Linked DNA regions of Mus musculus: region 1 is linked to region 2. The links are chromatin contacts, called in public Hi-C maps. All regions are on one chromosome and are shown on one strand. The core of a region is the stretch at or near the end of the contact, and the rest is flanking DNA. Distances in the headings are between cores, read along the strand shown. Region 1 has its middle 15 kb from the start of Ptgs2. Region 2 overlaps Pla2g4a (phospholipase A2, group IVA (cytosolic, calcium-dependent)).

Region 1 (4,706 bases), core at 2,207-4,706, 260 kb after region 2:
AAGAGGAAGGACATCACTGTCCTGTTAAGTCATGGTGGAGTGGGAAAGTACATTTATCCCTTCTTAAAGGTAAAGCCCCTATGATCCAGAAGCCTCAGAAGCACCTGGCCACCTTGCAGTAATGTTTATAGCCAATTATATTTCAACATGAGTTTTGCTAACAAGTCACATGTAAACCACAGGCACACCTGTGTTTCCTACACCTGTCATGGTGCCTTTCTGGGATTTGATTATTAGCAATACTTCTCAAGATGATGACACTCTTCCGATTTTTTTCTGAAGGTTTTCACATGGGTCTGTCTTCTCGGAAGTCCATCTCAGTCCGTGTTCCTCCCCCTCAGACAGTCTTCCTCTAACCTGCTGAACTAAAAGAACTTCTCGGACAGCACTTCTCAGGCTATTGGATGTTCTTCATAACGCTCATTGCAATCTTATCTGATACTATTATGTTTAGTGTGTTTCCTATGTTCCCATTCTAGATATTCATGCCTGTGGCAGGAAATAACCTTGTCTGAGTCATTCATAGCTTTCAAAATACTAAATATATTTAAAAGTGATTAAAAACACATGAAGGATGTATAAGGAGAGACTTTATTTAAAAAAACAATGTGAAGTGATTCGTGAAAAAATATGACATCTTTGCCAGCTGAGATATCTTCTCTGAGAAGGTCTGCCATTTTCTTCTATAATAACAACATCAAAATGCATTAACATACTATATTTCTGACTAATAGGAGAAAGTGGTAAAATCTGAGTAAGCTCGGTGGGTTGTGCCAATGTCCGTTTCTTGGGTTTGTTGTACCATAGTTATGAAGATGTCAGCATTTTGGGAGGTGTGAAGTGCAGATCCTCTTGCCTCCCTTCTTTGCAATGTCCTGTTAAGGGATAGTTTAGTTTTCAAAATTGTAAGTGGATTGTTTGTTTGTGTGAGACAGGGTCTAACCCTTGCTTGCCTGGCATTCATTATATAGCCCAGGTGAGCTTTAGATTCACAGCAATCCTCCTGCCTCAGTCTCTCCTTGATGAGTGTAGGGATTATCACTATGTCCATTTTTATTTGGGGAGTGTTTATTTATTCATTTTTAAGATTTGTTTTTATTGGTTTTGTGTGTGTGAGTGAATGTGGCCCTGAAGGGCAGAACAGGGTACCAGATTCCTTGGAGATGGAGTTATAAGCTACCCAACAAGAAGTAATTCAGGTCCTCCGCAAAAGCAAAAGTACTCTTAACCACTTAGCCATCTTTCTAGCACCATTTAGTTTTATTTGATTGTGTGTGTGTGTGTGTGCTTTGCTCACATGTATGTTTTTGTACCTTGCGCATGCCTGATGCCCACAGAGAATAGAAGAGTATATTGAATACCCCTACAACGACAGTTACTGACAGTTGTGAGCCATCTGGATGCTGAGAGTGGAACCCAAATCCTCTACAAGAGCAAGTGCTCATAAACACTGAGCCATCTCTCCGGGCCCTCTTTTTTTGGTTTGCTTTGTTTTGTTTGGAGATAGGGTCTTGTTATGAACCCTTGCCGGTAGATCAGGCTGGGCACGAATTTTTTCTCTTCCTCCTGCCTTGGATTTAAAGTACTGGGATTACAGGCATGTGCCACCATTATAAAGTGTTCTTTTCCCTAGTACTTATCCTTGGTATTTTTAATTATGCATATCCGTCTGTTTGTCCGAGTGCAAGTACCCTCAAATGCCAGCAACATGATACTGGAATTGGTTTCTGAACTTCAGGCCTCACAATTGAGCAGCAAGTACTCTTACTTAACTGCTGAGCCATTTCTTCAGGCCACTGAAGTTTTAAATTAAAGAGCAAACAAACAGAAAACAAAAACAAAAACAAAAAAAAACATTTTTAATTTTCATTGTCACCCTGCAAAGTAAATTCAAATATATTATTAAGGACTCAAAATGATTGCTTCTCCCTCCTCTTTTTTTCTTTTTTTCTTTCAGGCCCCATAGATTCATTGAGCCCCTTCCTCCTATCTGGCCCTCTTTAAAGATCCTTTCCTCCCTCTCCCAGAAACACTGACTTTTTCAGAACTTAACAGCCACAGGCTAAAGATATAGTAAAGAAAAGAGCTTAAGATAAGTAGTAAAAGTTCTCTGTTATGTAATCTAAGAAATAAGAATCATTTTAGCAAGATCCACCCCTCATTAAACTCAATCAGAATTCAAGAGAGATCAGATTGGGTGTTGCTGTGTTTAATGTTTAATTAAATTGAATTTAAATTTTTGTTTTAAAGTTTTATATTAAAATTATTTGCAATTTCTACTAAACTTTTTTATATTTGCATTTTAATTATTTTTAAGTTTACATTCTGTGTGTGTGTGTGTGTGTGTGTGTGTGTGTGTGTGTGTGTGTGTAAAACTTGCCAGAGTTGACTCTCTTTCCCATTCTACCACCTGGGTTCTGGAAATTAGATTCAAGTTGTCAGACTTGTGTTCTTACCACTGTCATGGTTAGGGTTTTATTGCTGTGAAGAGACAACATGACAGCGGCAACTTTTATCAGGAGACATTTAATTTTGGCTGACGTACATTCAGAGGTTTAGCCCAATATCATCATGGCTGGCAGGAGGCATGGCTGGGGCACAGGCAGACTTGGTGCTGCAGAGGCTGAGAGTTCTACATCTGGGTGGAGGGTGAACAGGCAGCAAGTAGGAAGACAGAGATACTGGACTGAACATTTGAAATCTCAAAGCCTACCCTCGGCCCCCAGTGACACACATCCTCCAAGGTGACATTTCCTAATAGTGTCACTCCTTATGGGTCTCAGGGGCCATTTTCATTCAGACCACCACTACATCCTCTGAGCCAGCACATCAGCTCTTGTGGTTTGTTGTCTGAGACACTCTTCTATAACATACTTTTGGAACTCACTATGTAGCCTAGGCTGGCCTTCAATTCAAGGCGTTCCTTCTGCCTCACCCTTCCAAATGCTCAGGTTGCAGATGTGAGTTATGATATTCAAGCGATATTTTAAGCAATGCACAAGTCATTGGAGAGGTCCATGTACATTCGCTCTCAGAAATGAATACTCCAATTACATAGAAGCCACATTTCCAGGAAGTGCTCAAGAAAAGAGTCATGATTCCACAAAATTAAGAACACAGAACAAGCCACATACAGTTCACACCCCAGTAGTTTTCTTTCCTAGATAATTACAAACAAAAGCAGCCAGGAGTTTGAGTTAGGCTAACCTTGCACCCTGGGGACTCCATCACTAACTCTCTATCTCAGGAACTCCCATCACGTGGCCTCTGTGGGGATGGAGTTCCCTTGCCTTTCACTTGCCCCTATTGTTCCGAGTAGGTGATGTGGTAGCATTATTGCGTGACTTTCCCCTGGCTCTTAACCAAAACTGTTCATAATGACGACATTCACAAACACAGGGCGGGGTATGCTCTTGAGAGAATGTCTTGCACTGACTTAGCATTCTGAAAGAGGCTAAGAAAAGGGGCCAATGGGTAAACACTCTTGCTCCTTAAGCAGTAAAAAGGGTGGCGATGACTCACATGACAAGAATGTTCCTTTCGCCCACACCCTGAAACCTCCCCTTTAAAATGCAAAATCTAACATTATCATGCTATATTTTATTTAGACTTAATTTATCTAGAGTATTATCTAACCTCTCACTGCTGAGGTTTTATAATGCTCCTTAATTTGGAGGAAATCCTGCTTGAAAGAAAGAACTTGATCAATCCAGTCCGGTGCGGGTGGTACCAGCAGAGGCAGGAGGCTGGGTTTTTTGCTTTCTTGGTTTTGTTTTGAGGCCAGCTGGACTCTGACTTAAAAATAAGTAAATAAATAGATAAATAAATAAATAAACACATAAATTGTACTTGTATAAAATCTCCAATTTGGGGGACTTTCAAACTGGATACATTAGCAATGGATATTCTTTATTATTTTTTTTAAATTCTTTTCACACCTACAAAATGATACATGCCATAAATATTCATTTATTTATTTATTTGTTTATTTATTTATTTATTATTATACACAAGTACACTGTAGCTGACTTCAGACACACCAGAAGAGGGTGTCAGATCTCATTACAGGTGGTTGTGAGCCACCATGTGTTTGCTGGGATTTAAACTCAGGATCTTTGGAAGAGCAGTCAGTGCTCTTACCCGCTGAGCCATCTTGCCAGCCCCATAAATATTCTTAAAATAAATTTACATTAGTAGGTTAATTTAGAGCAGAAACTGTGTTTATGTTTAGCAATTTAGGATTCCATTTGAAATCACTAGAGAGACATTGCGATTACAATGCAATGGTGGATCACTAGACAAATTCTGACGCTGTAAACCTTGCAAATTCCCTATTGATAACACTCAGGTGATCAAGATGTGGCGGTGCCCCAGGTTCCCGGAGTTCTCAGGCTTTGCAATTAGACAGCCTGGTTTGCTCTGGCTCTTCCCATTTCCAGCTTTGTGGTAAATAAAACACCCACATTCCTCATCTTTAAAAGGCAAACTAGAGAACGCAGATGGAGCTAGGTTGGTGGTGTCTGCTTAGCATGTAGGAAGACCTTCGTTCTAGCCTCACCTTAGAGCTCGAAATTTGCTGTGGTGGTACAGACTTGTAATTCAAGAGGCCTAAACATTCTCCAGGTGGAGGCAGGAGGATAGTCCTCAGCTACATAACTCATTCGAGGCTAGCCTGGTATATGAGATACATCAAAAAAACATGACAA
Region 2 (4,568 bases), core at 459-2,958:
CTTGAGGTCCAAGCATGTTGCGAGTGCATCTAAACTCTGGACGAGTGCAGAAAGGAATGAAAGAAAGAAACCAGGTGAGGGTTCAGAACAACTGTTAAGACAAACAATAAAGAGGCATAATTCCTACAGTCACCGAAACACAGGGTGGCCCCTTTCAATTCTCATCTCACTTAAGCAGCAAATGATTGCTTATTCTCCATAGGTCCCAAATGTTTTTGTGTTATTTATATACACATAAATGTATTGTTTAATATTAAAAAAATTAATTTGGAACTCAGTGCTTTCTCTTATGGTCCTAACACTGACAAATAAAAGCATATTGGATACTATAAAACTACCAGGAAGTTCTTGAAATGTGGGGAACGTTTGCTAGGATGTATGCAGTGCAAACCTCAGATGAACTGTTTTGGCAAAATGATACTGAAAAAGAGATGAAACGAAGTATACACCAAGAAAACTTCCATTCTTACATCAGCAAAACAATGACTAATAAAGCCACAGGGATGGGTGGTGTGTGATGGAGGGAAGACTTAGAACAGCCCCTGAGACCTGTGGCCCAAGCCAAGATTTGCTGAGCCATTTGGAACAAAGACAACAGAACTAGTTTCTCTGATATTCTTTGTCTAGAAAGTTAAGTAGCTGAAGGTCCTTTATAGATCTAACAGCTATGAGTATGATTTGCTTGATTCTGTCAGCAGTCACCGTAAAGCACGAGTTTCAGAAGAAGCATTTACCACAGGACAGTTAAGACAAACAGTATAGTCACAAAACAAGAAAAATAATGCTTCCAGCTGTATGTTTTAATCCATTTTTAGTTCGGGTAAACTTACTCTATCACAATTAGATTTTTATTACAGATAATCTGCATAGATTTGGGGATAATAAATGTATAATTAAAAGCAACTCATGCCGGGCAGTGGTGGAGCACGCCTTTAATCCCAGCACTTGGGAAGCAGAGGCAGGCAGATTTCTGAGTTCAAGGCCAGCCTTGTCTACACAGTGTGTTCCAGGACCGCGAGGGCTATAAGAGAAACCCTGTCTTGAAAAAAGAAATAAAGAAATAAAGAAAAAATGTAACTCATATCCAAGAATTTAAGGCCGTGCACGCAATACAAAATGCAACATTTGTTCCCCTTAAAGTCAAACAAACAGAAACCAACAACAAATTCTGAAGCCTATAATAATTTCCAAAGGCAATGGGAAAGCTTCAGGGAGTTTTGTTGTTTATCTGATCTAAAGTTTTACAGCATCATAGTAATGACCTTAAGACAGAGATGATTAAGAAATGATATTTAGACGACTAAGATAAGATGATGGGGTGATTGAGAGGAAAATTTCAGGCCACCATATAAAAGATGTATCCCATATAACTTACCAGCAAGGCTAACGTAACATTTAATCTGTAAGTCACAGGGAACTGAAGAATAAAAGGTTACTACACTTGGGAATTTCACTTAGGGACAAGTGTGAAAGTGACTAGATTCTTAACCAAGCAACTTCACAAGGTTTCCTAGTCTTGCCTGAAAACTGGAGAGGAATTTTCCCTGTCCAGATGGGCACTGCAGAAGGCTCCACTCCAACCCCTGTGCTGCACGTTCCCTGTTACCACAAGGGGGCGCCAGGCCTAGAGAACTTTCATCGCATCCTCAAAGATCCCATCTGTAGAGACCTGGCCTTTTCCAAAGAGGCCCGCCCACGGGATAGAAAGGAGGAAATGAGACATAGCTGTGCTGCTTCTTCTCTTTCCGTTGCCAGGCACGACTGTGGAGGCGTTTGGGGAATGAGTCTGGTGTTTTTTGGAGTCACTCCTGGAAGCCTCGGACTTGCTTCTCTAATCCTTGGAACAACTCTGGAAGCACCTATTTCCCTACTTTACACTATTCTATAATTATCACGGTAGAGGTTTCCTGTTGACTCTAGGGGAACCCTGATCAATTAAGAAAGTATTTCAAAGAATATTTTCTATACTAGCATGGCTAGGCCATTACCTAACCAATGTATTTTTCTTCAATAGTAGCAGTAGTAGTAGTGGTGGTAGTAGGAGTAGCAGTAGTAGTAATGTCTCTCACAAGTCAATGTTCTTAAAATTGAGTCTAGTTAAATGTTGACCATAATTACAATGCTTCTCCCCAATTAAAATTAAAGATATCCTGAAGTAGCTTAGACGGCTTACATACCTGCTACCGCTGCGTCGAGCTCGTCATCGAAGGAATCCTGAGAGCTGAAGTCTCTCAGGGGAGACAGTGGATATGATGTGTTGAGATTCAAGCCCAGCATGAAGTTATGCACCTTTCCGGCACGTCCTTCTCGGGTATTGAATAAAGCCGAGTCGCTCACCAAGGCCATTAGCATCCGATGGACCCAACTTGCTTGGTTGTCGCTTTGGTACTCTTTTTCAGCTTCTTCATTCTCGGTGCCTGAAGGGGAGGAACATGCCACATGCCAAATATTTACACACGTGCCAAAATGTACAGGTTTTGGCTATTATTAGCTTTGTTAATCATCAAAATTAAAACTAAAGTTCTAGGGCTTTTGTGCAATAAAATAAAATAATATAACAGAATATAAATGCCCAGTCGTTTTTTGTTTTCAAGTCCTCATAGTTACCTTTTACCTACACACAAGGTCAGTCTATATTCTTCACTGAAACCTCTGGATCTATTTAAATTTTTCACATAAAAATTTTTCTTCCTTCTCCCTCTCCCTAGCTCTCTTTCATCCAACACACACACACAACACAGACACACACTGAGAGTCCATATTACTTCATACTACCACCTATGTTTTCTAATTTTTCCTAAGAGTCCATATCCTGCTTAATAAACATCCAAGAATTACACAAAGCTAGGCAGGACAGCAGACCCACCATCTGACTGCTGATAAATAAACACTCTCATGCATCGATCTTATGACCTGCTTATAAAGTCTGGGGATTTAAAACTCTGTAATTTAAACAAATGATATAAAGTGTTTTAAAATTCACCAGTGGTCCAGAGAAGCAATGACAAATGATTTCCTCCTCGCAAACTATGCCCAGATCAACTCTAGGGGAGGGCTCATTCTGTGTTCTAATCCTCTCCACGTTTAGTGAGTTTGAAGGAACCACTTTCCAGCCTTCCTTTCCTCATTAGGAAGTCAATCGCGCAGGATTATAATGAGAGTTATTGTGATTTGGATCTCAGGGTAAAGTTCTCAGGGAAGCGGCTGGCCTTCGATTCCAGCTGGGAATAGAAAGTCTTACAGCTGGCAAACTGCAGCATAATCTTATCAGTGTCAAAGAACACCTGAGCAGAACCCTTCTGCTCTGGCATCTAGGAACCAAGTGAATAACTATACACGCATACATAAAATTCTGTGTATTAATGGGTTATTTTTCTTTTTTTTTTTTTAGATTTATTTATTTATTACATGTAAGTACACTGTAGCTGTCCTCAGACATCCCAGAAGAGGGCATCAGACCTCATTACCGATGGTTGTGAGCCATCATGTGGTTGCTGGGATTTGAACCCACAATCTTCGGAAGAGCTTTCGGCACCCTTAACCACTGAGCCATCTCTCCAGCCCCATGGGTTATTTTTCTTAATTTTTAAAAAACTTATTTGTACTTTATGGTGTTTTTGTCTGCACATTTACATGTATTGCTTGAGAAGGCCAGAAGAGGGCGTCAGATTCCTTGGAACTGGAATTACAGATGGTTGTAAGCTGCCACAGGTGTCCAGGGGCCTCTGGTAGAGCAGCTAGTGCTTTTAACTGCTGAGCCAACTCACTACACCCACCACCACCTTGTGTGTTTTGAAAGATGAGCATCTATATTCAACTTCTACAATTTCCAATAAATATATACTAAACACACATAAAGCCGTAAGCAGACATCAGAGTAACCAAACTCTTCATTATAGAGAAAAAAGGAATGGACCTGAAAAAGATTCAGACGGCATGTTTCCAATTATATACCATTCAGGGAGAGACAACAGTATGGAGGGAGCAAAGGAATTAGTTTTCCCCAGCTGACCAATGGTTAGGTAGAGAAGATTTTGAGAGCTGTAAAATGACTCCATGTGACACTCTAGTGCATCATCCACATTGGGCATTAGAGACCAGGACACGTCCACTGAAGGGCATCCATGTAACAGAGAGTACCACTCTGATGGAACAAGTTATAGTGCGGGCGGGGAGGGGACATTGTCTGGGAGAGTATGGGGCAGGAGATTTACCAAAATGACCTATCTGTTCCATCTTTCATGGAACCTAAAATGCTTGTTTTAAAAGAACAGTAAGAACTAATAAAAAAAATATTCACAGTGTCAACCTCTAACTTAAAACAAAACTAAAACAAAAACAGCAAATTCAAAGTTCTTAAACTTCTCAGCCTCAAAAACTGGCTACTGCTGAATCGTGATTAAATGTCCTGGTCACTTATGTGATTTACTCAGTAAGTAACAATCAGCTACATCCATTTCATGACCTTTCCTAACTATTCTCAAAATACTTGACATAGGGCATAGGGCCCCTTTGTACTTGGCTTGTTTCCTTCATCAAAAACAAATTTAAAAATGCAAGTCTGATCA

What was found. A called contact is a pair of places that touch in the nucleus more often than the background predicts.
Region 1: a Hi-C map of pancreatic cancer cells shows a contact between it and region 2, with 2.0 times the contacts expected there. The contact joins two enhancer-like sites. A contact is called at or near these places in 14 of 39 promoter capture datasets (the 3T3-L1 cell line, 3T3-L1-derived adipocytes, the C10 cell line and 10 more), 2 of 15 datasets of contacts at CTCF or cohesin (the NIH/3T3 cell line and large pre-B cells), 35 of 484 Hi-C or Micro-C datasets (B cells, LSK cells, the STO cell line and 22 more), 8 of 115 datasets of contacts at active chromatin or transcription factors (astrocytes, bone marrow-derived macrophages, embryonic fibroblasts and 5 more) and 3 of 9 other capture datasets (adipose tissue, embryonic stem cells and macrophages).

What each region holds. Positions count from the first base shown.
Region 1 is chr1:150,112,180-150,116,885 of GRCm38.p6, forward strand. No RefSeq gene overlaps it. Among named protein-coding and RNA genes, the nearest start is that of Ptgs2, 15 kb to the left of the region's middle. Within about 2 kb of position 3,457, at least 62 of the 459 cell types and tissues checked have an H3K27ac peak or open chromatin away from gene starts, as enhancers often do. A contact at or near this core is called in the NIH/3T3 cell line, the STO cell line, adipose-derived mesenchymal stem cells and 4 more, where this site is marked.
Region 2 is chr1:149,855,268-149,859,835 of GRCm38.p6, forward strand. Pla2g4a (phospholipase A2, group IVA (cytosolic, calcium-dependent)) reads right to left here. Exons shown (of 18, transcript NM_008869.4): 14 at 2,178-2,417. Among named protein-coding and RNA genes, the nearest start is that of Pla2g4a, 100 kb to the right of the region's middle. Within about 2 kb of position 1,709, at least 60 of the 459 cell types and tissues checked have an H3K27ac peak or open chromatin away from gene starts, as enhancers often do. A contact at or near this core is called in the NIH/3T3 cell line, the STO cell line, adipose-derived mesenchymal stem cells and 4 more, where this site is marked.